Linked DNA regions of Mus musculus: region 2 is linked to region 1. A link is a contact called in public HiChIP or PLAC-seq data. All regions are on one chromosome and are shown on one strand. The core of a region is the stretch at or near the end of the contact, and the rest is flanking DNA. Distances in the headings are between cores, read along the strand shown. Region 1 has its middle 30 kb from the start of Atp10a. Region 2 overlaps Atp10a (ATPase, class V, type 10A).

Region 1 (5,480 bases), core at 68-2,567:
AAGCCAACAATTTATTGTGCCTGAGCTGGGTGTGGTGGCATAAACCTTTAATCCCAGTATTTAGGAGGTAGAGGTAGATGGATCTCTGATTTCAAGGCTACCTGGTTAATGGAGTGAGTTTCAAGATAGCTAGGGCTACACACACACACACACACACACACACACACACACACACACACCTGAAATGTAGTATATAAGCACTATGGGATATTTAGGTGTAAACAAAAGTGAAATCATGAACTTTGCAGGTAAATGAGTAGAACAAAAAAGATCACATTGAGTGAGGTAACCCAGCCCAGAGAAGCAAACACAGCATGTTCTCTTGTATTCAAGGCTCCCAGATCCAAATCGTCAGATGCAAGCACACAGCCTAAAGTAACTATGTAGTACACTGCCCCTAATTACTACAGAGACCAGGAAAGTAAAATGAGAACATTGCCAGGATAGAAGGGTTAAGGAGCAGTGGAGAGGGTTGATTGGATCTACAGAGATAAAACTGGCTGATACAGAGAGCTGTATAATATGATTATAACGGAAGTTTAAACATAGAAGACTGAACTAAATCTCTTTATCTTCCAGCAAAAGAAAATATCTTAAGTTTGAATGAAAGTAGTCTAAGTTTGACTCAAATTTTGAAAATTAGAACCACTAAAAGAAAAGACTAACAATAGAAAACTGATTTTTGAGTATATATCACCTTACAGGAAAAAAATACACATAATTTTAATCTTAGGAAAAGGTAATTCACCTCACATAAATAGAAAAAACACAAGCCAATGCACTACTGAGACAGCATTTCACATCTGCTAGGATGACAAACATAAAAACTATTGATGAAAAGCCACACTGAGCCAAAGGAACAGATGCTGGCGGCACTGTGACAGAGAACAACTGGACAATACCAAGCAAAATCACACTGTTTACTCACGGTCCTAAAATCATACTTCCAAGAACCTAGCTTACAGATCTACTTGTAAAAATATGAAAATATGTAGGTGGGGTGTTTATTCACTGCAGCAAAAGACCAAAAATAACTCACACGTAAACTTACAGGAAACCGGTGGAGCGTACCATGGGCACCCTGAAACGGTAAGAGCCTAAGGGAATCTGGGAGTGGTTGTTATTCTCCTGACTGTATTTATTTTAAAACTGTTGTAATGAAATCATAAGTACTGCATATAATCTCTCCCCAGGGAGATCACCCTCAGAGAAAGTTATGTTCTTATTCATTGACACAAAGATCTGAAGAGTGGCCTGAGCCTCTCACCAGCGTGGGACAGCCCTCTATTGAGAAAGCTCTGAGGGTTTCTAAGTCTAAAAGTCATTGCGGTAAGACTTCTGCCTGGCCCCTTTACAGAGAAATATTTTGTTACCATCGCAATGCTTTCCCACTTTTCAAATGTCTGACTCTGGCTGCCCTTCAGACTTGAGTTGGCTGCATCCACCAGAACTGCTGCAGTCCCTGGCAGCCTGAAGCAACTGCAGAGAAATGCCTGTGTTCTGATTATCTCTCTTTTCAGAATTGCAAAAGCCCAAGGTCGTTTGTTTGTTTGTTTCTTTGTTTGTTTGTTTGTTTCTCGCTGCTCTGGGCTAATAGCTAGCACCACGTGGGGAAGTTGAGTAATTCCAAGAGCTGTTCAGTTTCTTCATTCATCTCAAACATAGCTCCATCCCCCAGCACTGGAAAGTAATCATAACCTCCCATCCAAAAAATTTTAATGAAAGCATGCATTCACAACTATTCATGTGAGTGGGTATATAAACTGTGGTACATTGATAGAATGAAATATTATTCAGTTCTAAAAAGCAATGAGATATGAGAAGGTATGAGAGAAATGCAAATGTATGTCAGTGAATAAAAAAAAAAGAATTAGGAATGTAGCATTCTTGAAAACATAAATCCGTGGAGACAAGAAAAAAATCAGGAGCTGGGATGTGACTTAGTCATAGGGCATTTGTCCAGCACCATGTGAGATCCTGGACTGAATTCCTAATGTTAGAAAAAGATGAAAAGGTGAGAGAGAAAGAAGGAAGCAGGACAAGGAGGGAGAGAGGGAAAGGAGGGAGAGGAAAGCTCAATGGTTGCTGTGGGTTAATGGGAAGGAAGGGTGAATTGGAGGATCAGAGAAGTGTCAGCAGAGAAAGACAATTAAATATTGTAAGGATAAGTACTTCCCATCATACATTAGTTCAAATCCATGGAGTGCGCACCAAGAGTGAAACCTAAGCACAGAGATTTTAAGTGATAATAAGGCAAAAGCAAGTGATTACCTATGATTACCTATACTCTGATTGAGGTAGGGCAATGCACACAGGGGCAAAGGGTACATAGGGATATTGCACCTTTCTTTCAATTTCACTACAAATATAAAACTACTCTAAAATGTATTTGTTAAAAACAATAGTTTGCACTGATAAATAATATTAGAGAAACTGAAAGGTGTTATTAATATATTGAAGGTTAAGTTACCTAAAAATAGCATGTAGTTGTATCACCAGTTCCTACAAAGACATCCATGGCTCATAGTCCATCAGAATAACAAACACTTCAGATTGTGCTTCCACACACTCCCTGACCACACCCCAGTCCTAGGAATCAAACTCAGAGCCTTTCATTGGCAGCCAACTAATCTACCACTGACCATGTCTCCAGGTCTCATTTTCTACTTCCTAAAGCTTCGTTTCCTTCCTGAGCTCAAGAGAAGCAAAATGCCGCAGCACTTCCCGCATGCTGCAGGAATTTTCTGTCTACTCAAAAATAAAACTGGCACTATCTGACTCTGTCTGTACTTGTATACATTAAAGATATACAAACAGACTCGGGCAACATGATAAGACCTGCTTTCTTTCTACCCAAGGGCAGCACTTGCCACACTCAATTCTGTAGAACTTGGGCAGCAGGCCTCCTTATTGACCACTTTCCTGTCTTTTTCATTGATCCAAATTTCCTAGCGGTTGGCTGCTTCAAGGGATCAAGCCTCAGGTCTTCTTCATACCCTATCCTCTAAACCTCAAACTCTTATACTCCATCTAACTTGGAAAATCTAGAAGAGATCAATGAATTTCTCCAGATGAATGTAACATGAGAAAATTAAACCTAGAGTAACCAAAAATATTAAACATATTCATAACCAGCAACAAGCTTAAAACAGTAGTTAAAAAGTCTCCCAACAATAAAAGCCCAGGACCAGGTGGATCCACTGCAGAATTTTATTAGCATTTCAATGAAGCACTAACACCAGTATTATTCAAAAAATTCCACAAAATGGAAAAAAGAGGAAGACTTTTAAACTCCATTCATGAATTCAGTATTACTCTGGTACTAAAACCAGATAAAGACACAGCAAATAAAGAAAATTACAGACTGCTCTGCCAGATGAACACAGATACAAAAAGTTTCAATAAAATGCAAACCTAGCTCAAGATCACATCAAAGAGACCATTCATCAAGACCAAGAAAAATGCAGGAATGGTTAAGTATATTTAATTTATCACATAAATGGATGCAAAAACATAAATCACACCATTATCTAAATAGATACACAGGAAGACTTTGAGAAAAATTTCACATTCCTTCATGACAAAAGTTGTGGAGACACCAGGGACAGAGGAAACATGCTTCTACATAATAAGGGTTATATAAGACAAACATATAGCTAATATCATGATAGAAGACAAACTCAAAACACTGTCAACAAAATAAAGAACAAGAGGGCTGGAGAGATGGCTCAGAGGTTAGGAGCACTAGCTGCTCTTCCAGAGGTCCTGAGTTCAATTCCCAGCAACATGGTGGCTCGTGATCATCTATAATGAGATCTGGTGCCCTCTTCTGGCCTGCAGGCATACATGCAGGCAGAACACTGTATACATAATAAATAAATACATCTTTTAAAAAAATAAAGAACAAGATGCCCACTCTGTCTACTGATATCCAATAAAGTGCATGAAGTCTTAGCCTGAGCGATGTGACAAGAGAAGCAAATAAAAGGCCTATATACATATAGAAAAGGAAGTTGAAATGGTGTCCCTATTTAAAAAGTGTCCTATTTATAGAGTGTCGCCAGGTTATAAAGTCTATCTAGAAAAGACAATAAGGATTCCAACAGAAAATCCTTAAGGATGATAAATACTTTCAGCAAAATGCAGAGAACAAAACAAACACACAAAAGTCAGTACTGGAATTAAGGAAACAGTCAATCCACAGTAACCAGACAAAGACATGAAATGCCTGTGAAGAGACTTACCCATGAAAATGAAAGATCTCTACAATGAAAACTTTAAGACACTGGAGAAAGACACTGGAGGATTGAAAGACCTCCATAGTCATGGATCAGAAGAATTAATCGAAGAATTCAGTGAAATCCCAATCAAAATCTTAGGGCCATTGTTCACTAGCATAGAAAAGCATCATCCCAAAACATGTATAAAGGTGAAAAAGTCCAAAGATTGACAAAGCTATCCTTAACAAAATGAATACTGTGGGAGATATTATTATACTTGATCTCAAATGGTGCTACAGAAAGACTAATAAAAGTTTTGTGGCACAAAAACTGACACATAAATCAATGGAACATGATAGAGGCCATAAGTCCATCCTGCTACAATCTACCTGATATTTGACTAAGATGTTGAAAATAAACATTACAGGAAATGATTCTAGGAAACCTGGGTTTCATTTTTAGAAAAATGAAACTAGATCTTTATATCTCAACCTGCCCAAAACTCAGCCCTAATTGGATCAAGTATCTCCACAGAAACTTCCTGAAACTTCTAGAGAAAAAGAAGAGATCTTCTTGACAATATGAGCACTTTATATTGAATAAGACCGTGGTAGTGAAGGAAATAAAGCTAACAACTGATAAGTAGGGTTTCATTAAACCAAAATGCTTCTGCACAGCAGAGGAAATCATCAATCATGTGAAGAAGCAACCTAAAGAATGGGAGACAATCGTTGCCAGTTATCCCTCTACCAGAGGAGACTGGTGTTTAGAATGTGCAAAGAACTAAAACCGAGAAAGATTAAGAAAACAAACAACCCAATTTTAAAATGCACTGTGGATATAGTTTGGTTTTTGGTTTTTTTTTTAATCAAGATAAACATGGCTACCAAAAGCAACGTGAAGAGGAAAGGGTTTTGGGGGGCTTACAGGTTAAAATTTATCATCAAGAAAAGGAATTCAAGGCAACAATGTGAAGACAGGAACTGAAGCAGAGACTACATAGCAACAGGATCTCTGTTTTCTCATCTGTTCTTCATGGCTGTCTTTTTTATACAACCCAAGACCAACTGTCCAGAGTAGCACTACTCACAAAGGGATGGGCCCTCCCACTTCAACCATTAATCAAGACCAAGTCCACATAATCTTACCCATAGGCAGTCTGATAGAGGTAACCTCTCTCTTGGGATTCCTTCTTTCCAAATGACTTTTGCTGTGTCAAGGTGACAAAACAACAACAAAACAAACAACACTTAGCTAAAA
Region 2 (5,786 bases), core at 778-3,277, 110 kb after region 1:
CAATGGAGATGAACTATCTCTGTTTTTCTTAGGGTTTCCTCCATGCTTCATACTAGAAATAGATCATCTCTACTTTAGAGAGATAAGTAAATGCACAGTAGAGACCCCTCTCACTATGGAGACACTGGAGAGCCAGGAGAATTATGTACTAAGTGGAAATCATTGTGTGTGTGTGTGTGTGTGTGTGTGTGTGTGTATATATGTACCACAAAGGAGTAATATCAATTTCCTGGCCTAAGTAAAAGTGCTTTTAGCTGGATAGAGCAATTACTTTAAATTTTACATTACTTTTAATAGTCTTAGAAACATGATTTCTATAAATAAAGTAGTTTTAGCCAAGCTTAAACCAATGATCAGAATAATGAATTGGGAGAGCGTGTTTTATTTTTTCCTTTAAGTGAAATTGGTCATTCTAATTCTTAGAGCAGATTCCTTCAGCCCTGGAGTATCTATGATAGACAAATAAAGTTCAGATGACAACAGAAGGCAACATGTGCTGGATTATAAAGGGTTAACAACTTTTCTCTGGAAGCAAACTACAGAAACCACACATTCCCTCATTTCTGTTTACACCTTCACTTTCTAGCTGTGCAAACAGAGACTGAAAGGTGATGTCACAGGGATACAGATGATTGATGGCAGACTGACCAGGCAACATTTCTACCCCATTCTGAGGGTAACAGGATATTCACCTTGCTTGAAAGGACTTGCTTATGCTTTTAACCTTAGGCCTGGCTTTTTTAAGCATACAACATTCTATTCCAATTTTCTTCTGTTCCTTATTTTTATTACTATACTTATCTATTTTTTTAAGAATTTTATACATGAGTACTACTTTTATTTATTTTCCACTCCTGCTTCTCTTCCACCCACTCCTCCTGTGACCTCCTCAAATTCATGACCTCTTCTTCATTATTGTTACATGTATGTGCGTGCATGCGCGCACACACACACACACACACACACACACACACAACAAAAGCAACAAACCACTGAGTCTATTTAGTGTTGTTCCTGTGTACATGTGTTAAGGGATGATTACTTCGGATTGGATGATAACCTATCAGGGAGCTCACCATTGGAGAAAGTTGAAATTCTCTTTCAGCTGTCACTGATTGCTTGCAGCTCTTGTGGGATTTCTCCCATCTTCATCAGTACACCCACTGGTGTTGTCATGATGCATGTCTTATTTAAGCATCCATGTTTTTAAGATGTTATGGGTGCCAACTTCCTTGTCATGTCTAGGTAACACTGTTTTGCTGCCCGTATCTTAGTCTTCTGGTTTACAATATTTCCACCTCCTTTCCAATATGTCTTGAGCCTTATATGTAAAGAGTACATTGTAAATATATCAGGTGCGGCTGGCTGAACATACCACAGTCACTTATTCTGTGCAGTCTGATGAGTTATGCATTCTGTAATGGTCTCCATTTGTTCTCTGTAATGGTCACCATTTGTTGTAAAAAGAAGCTTCTTTGGTGAGGAATTAAAGCTACCCTTATCTGTAGGTTTAACAGTAAGTATTTAGAACAGTTAGAAAGTTAATTGGTTTAGAAAAGAGGCAGAAAGTTAGCCTCTAGGGCAGTGGTTCTCAACCTGTGGGTCTCAACCCCATTGAGGGAGAAGTATAAGGACCCTTTAACAGAAGTCATCATTTAAGACTATCAGAAAACATGTTTCCATTATTCTTCATAACATTAGCAAAATAATAGTTATGAAGTAGCAACAAAAACAATTTTGCTTGGGGGGGGGTCAGTATAACATGAGAAACTATATTAAAGAGATCCAGCATTAAGATGGTTGAAAAGCACTGCTCTAGGGTCTAGGATATCTCCAGCCATCAGTAGTTGATGAATGTCAAGAAACACACACACATATTCTCTCTTGTAATTGCTCTCTGAACTTTCCTTGGGTTGACAGTTTTCAGTTAGTTGAATCTTGGTGTGCCTGGCTAACAGAAGAGCTGGTTGTCATTCCTCTGGAGTGACTATGATTTATGATGTGTGACCACATCCCAGCTCATGCTTCACAGCTGTACACTGTCAAGTCCCTTTGTTTATGTGTCATTTCACCCTCTGGTGAACCACACTTCCTTTCATGACATAATTCTTTCTCAGGAGTGGACATTGTAAACCTATGTGATGGGCATATTTCTTGTTTACTGCTTGGTATATATAGACTATGGAGCTGCCTGGGAGAGAGAAGAGGGGAAAAGAAGAAAGGAGAAAATGGAATAAGAGGAAAAGGGAGCAGAGAGGAAGGGCTGGAGGGCCCTAGCCTTGGTGTAGGAGTTAGAGATGACATGTGTTGGTTTTATGGCTGTGTAATAAAAGTCACACATATAAGCCGCTAAACACCATACAAACATGATCTCATCACACTTTCTATGGCCAGCAGGGATTAGCTGTATTGTCTGCTCCGAGTCTTGCCAGCTGTCCTCATATAGGAGGTTCCAAGGTGTACTGGCTAGTTTTGTGTCAACTTGACACAGCTGGAGTTATCGCAGAGAAAGGAGCTTCAGTTGAGGAAATGCCTCCATGAGATCCAACTGTAAGGCATTTTCTCAATTAGTGATCAAGGGGGAAAGGCCCCTTGTGGGTGGGACCATCTCTGGGCTGGTAGTCTTGGTTCTATAAGAAAGCAGGCTGAGCAAGCCAGGAGAGGCAAGCCAGTAAAGAACATCCCTCCGTGGCTTCTGTATCAGCTCCTGCTCCCTGACCTGTTTGAGTTCCAGTCCTGACTTCCTTTGGTGATGAACAGTAGCATGGAAGTGTAAGCCGAATAAACCCTTTCCTCCCCAACTTGCTTCTTGGTCATGATGTTTGTGCAGGAATAGAAACCCTGACTAAGACACAAGGCTTCTGCATTTAGAAAGTTTTCTTGTCCACCTCTTCCCATTGGGTAGGTCTGGGCTGTAATTAGACAGACCCCACAAAAAATTACAAGGAAATTTAATGCCCATTGTAAGGGACTAAAAGGTGGGACACTGATCAATTAATTCTCTTACCAAAAAAGGATGGAGTGATGGGTGATGGAGTGTCACTTCTATGTGCTGTCTCATAGCTACCCATTTCTGGGTAGGGTGGGGACGGGCACAGGGAATCTTAGTGTGATTAGTGGGCCATACAGTTCCCTAGGCTAAACATAGTAAGTCTATATATCATTACACTGGACATAAATGGAAGCATGTATTGTTGTATGGGGTGTATGATCAACTACATGGGCTTGATTGGTACAGCCCACAGGATGCTCTCTAGTGATTGTGTCTCTCTTTGTGTTTATATTCGAGGATAGAAGCTACATTTAAATCTTACTTTATAATGGCCATTGCTGCACTTTGTGCATCATTGGTTTGGTGGATCTTGAAGTAGTAAAACATAAGAAAATAGAGGTGTAAAATGGAGGAAGAGCCAGGAGTGGTGGTGTGTACCTGCAGTTCCAGCTACTTTAGTTTCTGCGGTAGGGTCATTTGAGTCCAGAAGTTTGAGGCCAGCTTGGGCAACAAAGCCTCTGTATCAAGAGACCGTGACCCAGACTGAGACAGATGAGAGGAGAGAGACAGGGAAGGGAAACACAAGAATCCGAAGGCGGCACCTGTAGCCCTTGAAGTTCGTGGGGATTTCCTCAAATCCAGTGTGGAATTTAAGACAGTTGGATATATTCACAGCCAGCTCCTTACACTGTATACAAAACATCCAAGAAACAGTTAAAAGTGACATTTGTGTTGGATTAGAAGTTTGCTTTTCCCAGTGGTCATATGGATGACATAGTGAGCACATTCTGAAGGCTACAGAGGTTGGTAACTGTAGTTGGTGTCATGGGTTTCTTCTTGATTCAGTGGGGAGAATGGACCTGGCCTCATGTCCATTTTTGCAGACCAGATCCTGAATTGTGGCTTTGCTCAGAGATCACTCCCCCCCCCCCCCCCCCGCAAGAGCTCTAAGACAACCCAATGTCTTGTTAAACAGGTGCAATATAATTCTAGTTTAAAGTTTTTTAAATGATGTTCTTTTTAGTTCTTGTAAATAAACATAACATAAAGATTGCCAGTACAGTTAAGTTACATTTTGAAATAAAGAAAAATGGCATATGACAAAAATCTGCCATTGTGACCATTTTAAATGTATACATTGGTAGCATTAATGAAGCTGTGCAGGGCAACCATCATCACTATTTTCATAACTTTGCCATCACCAGGTAGCAACTATATCAATGAAGAAATATTTTTGTCCTCCCCCAGTCTTTTCTTTATTAAATATTTTCTTCATTTACATTTCAAATGCTATCCCAAAAGTCCCCTATACCCTCCCCCCACCCTGCTCCCCTACCCACCCACTCCCACTTCTTGGCCCTGGCATCCCCCTGTACTGGGGCATATAAAGTTTGCAAGACCAAGGGGCCTCTCTTCCCAATGATGGCTGACTAGTCCATCTTCTGCCACATATGCAGCTAGAGACATGAGCTCTGGGGGATACTGATTAGTTCATATTGTTGTTCCACTTATAGGGTTGCAGACCCCTTCAGCTCCTTGGTCCCCCAGTCTTTGGTAACTCTTTTGTCCTCTGTACATATGCCTGCTTGAAGTCCCTTATGAGTGGAGGGATGAGATAGTCCTTTTGAGAATCATTACTTCACTAGCACAACATCTTCAAGGTTCACCTGCATTCTAGCTTTCTTTGGGTAATATTCCTCTGTATGTGCACTGTATTTGTCTGCCTGTTCATCAGTGGGAGGATGGGTTGATTCTACATGTTGGCTGTTGTCATACCACAATGAACACAGGTGATCTGTAGGAATCTTTGCTTTCTCTTCTTTGGGGTACAGGACTGGGCATAGTCATTTTGACTACTTTCAAGTGAAGAAGCACATGGCATATATGGTACCCACAGTGTTGAACTCCCACATCATTGTCTCTAGCTCCTGAACATTTTGTCAACCCAAAAGCACCCTCCTCGATCATTAAGCAGTCACTCTTCATCTCCCTCCTTCCAGCACAGTAGCTTTCCACAATCAGTCCCTATAGTTCTGTCTATTCTGGCCAATTCCAACAGTGATGCACAGTTATAGCTTTCATCTTGTTTTTTTTTTTTTTTCTTTAAATAACTTTTTATAGTGAAAAAAGTAGAAAAAATTTAAATGACTCTCAAGTACTCATTGGCCAAATTCAGCATAGTTGGATTTTGTCAACCATGTTAATCGAAGTCTCTCACTAGGGAAGAAAAGAAGTATGTGAATCGATACTGGAAAGAAATCCGAGTGGGCGACTTTGTCCGTCTTTGCTGCAATGAAATCATACCTGCGGACATTTTGCTGCTGTCATCCAGTGACCCTGACGGGTTGTGCCACATCGAGACTGCTAACCTGGATGGAGAGACCAACCTGAAGCGGCGCCAAGTGGTCCGTGGCTTCTCGGAGCTTGTAAGTGGTCTGCATTCTCAGAGCACCACAGGCATCTGTCTCGTCTGAAAGCCTCTGTTATTGGGCTGGACCAATTTTCCTAGTAACTCAGAGTCTGATAGCCCTTCTTCATGCCTAAGCCCATGCTTAACCTGTTCCTGTGTGGATTGGGCTTTTTCCGACTGTGATTTCCAGTGTACACTTAATGAGTTTCTCAGAATGATATTTAGTCTTTGAAGAATTCTGAGGGGACATTCTGAAACAGTCAGCGTTTACTGAGTCCTTGTTCTAGGTCACCAAATGGCAGCATAGCAGAATCACGACCTGTTCTTACGTAGGTTGGGAACATTATCTCTTCAAAGGACCTGTTCAGTTCAGCCTCGGGGCTT

Evidence for each region. HiChIP or PLAC-seq counts read pairs in DNA pulled down with a chosen protein or histone mark.
Region 2: a CTCF HiChIP or PLAC-seq map of the NIH/3T3 cell line shows a contact between it and region 1, with 14 read pairs. The contact joins two enhancer-like sites. A contact is called at or near these places in 1 of 15 datasets of contacts at CTCF or cohesin (the NIH/3T3 cell line), 4 of 484 Hi-C or Micro-C datasets (the HL-1 cell line, embryonic fibroblasts, peritoneal macrophages and 1 more) and 5 of 115 datasets of contacts at active chromatin or transcription factors (the 230-238 cell line, CD8 T cells, embryonic stem cells and 2 more).

Annotation. Positions count from the first base shown.
Region 1 is chr7:58,625,629-58,631,108 of GRCm38.p6, forward strand. No RefSeq gene overlaps it. Among named protein-coding and RNA genes, the nearest start is that of Atp10a, 30 kb to the right of the region's middle. Within about 2 kb of position 1,318, at least 107 of the 459 cell types and tissues checked have an H3K27ac peak or open chromatin away from gene starts, as enhancers often do.
Region 2 is chr7:58,734,979-58,740,764 of GRCm38.p6, forward strand. It overlaps Atp10a (ATPase, class V, type 10A), which reads left to right. Exons shown (of 21, transcript NM_009728.2): 2 at 5,214-5,418. Among named protein-coding and RNA genes, the nearest start is that of Gm39019, 6.8 kb to the left of the region's middle. Within about 2 kb of position 2,028, at least 33 of the 459 cell types and tissues checked have an H3K27ac peak or open chromatin away from gene starts, as enhancers often do.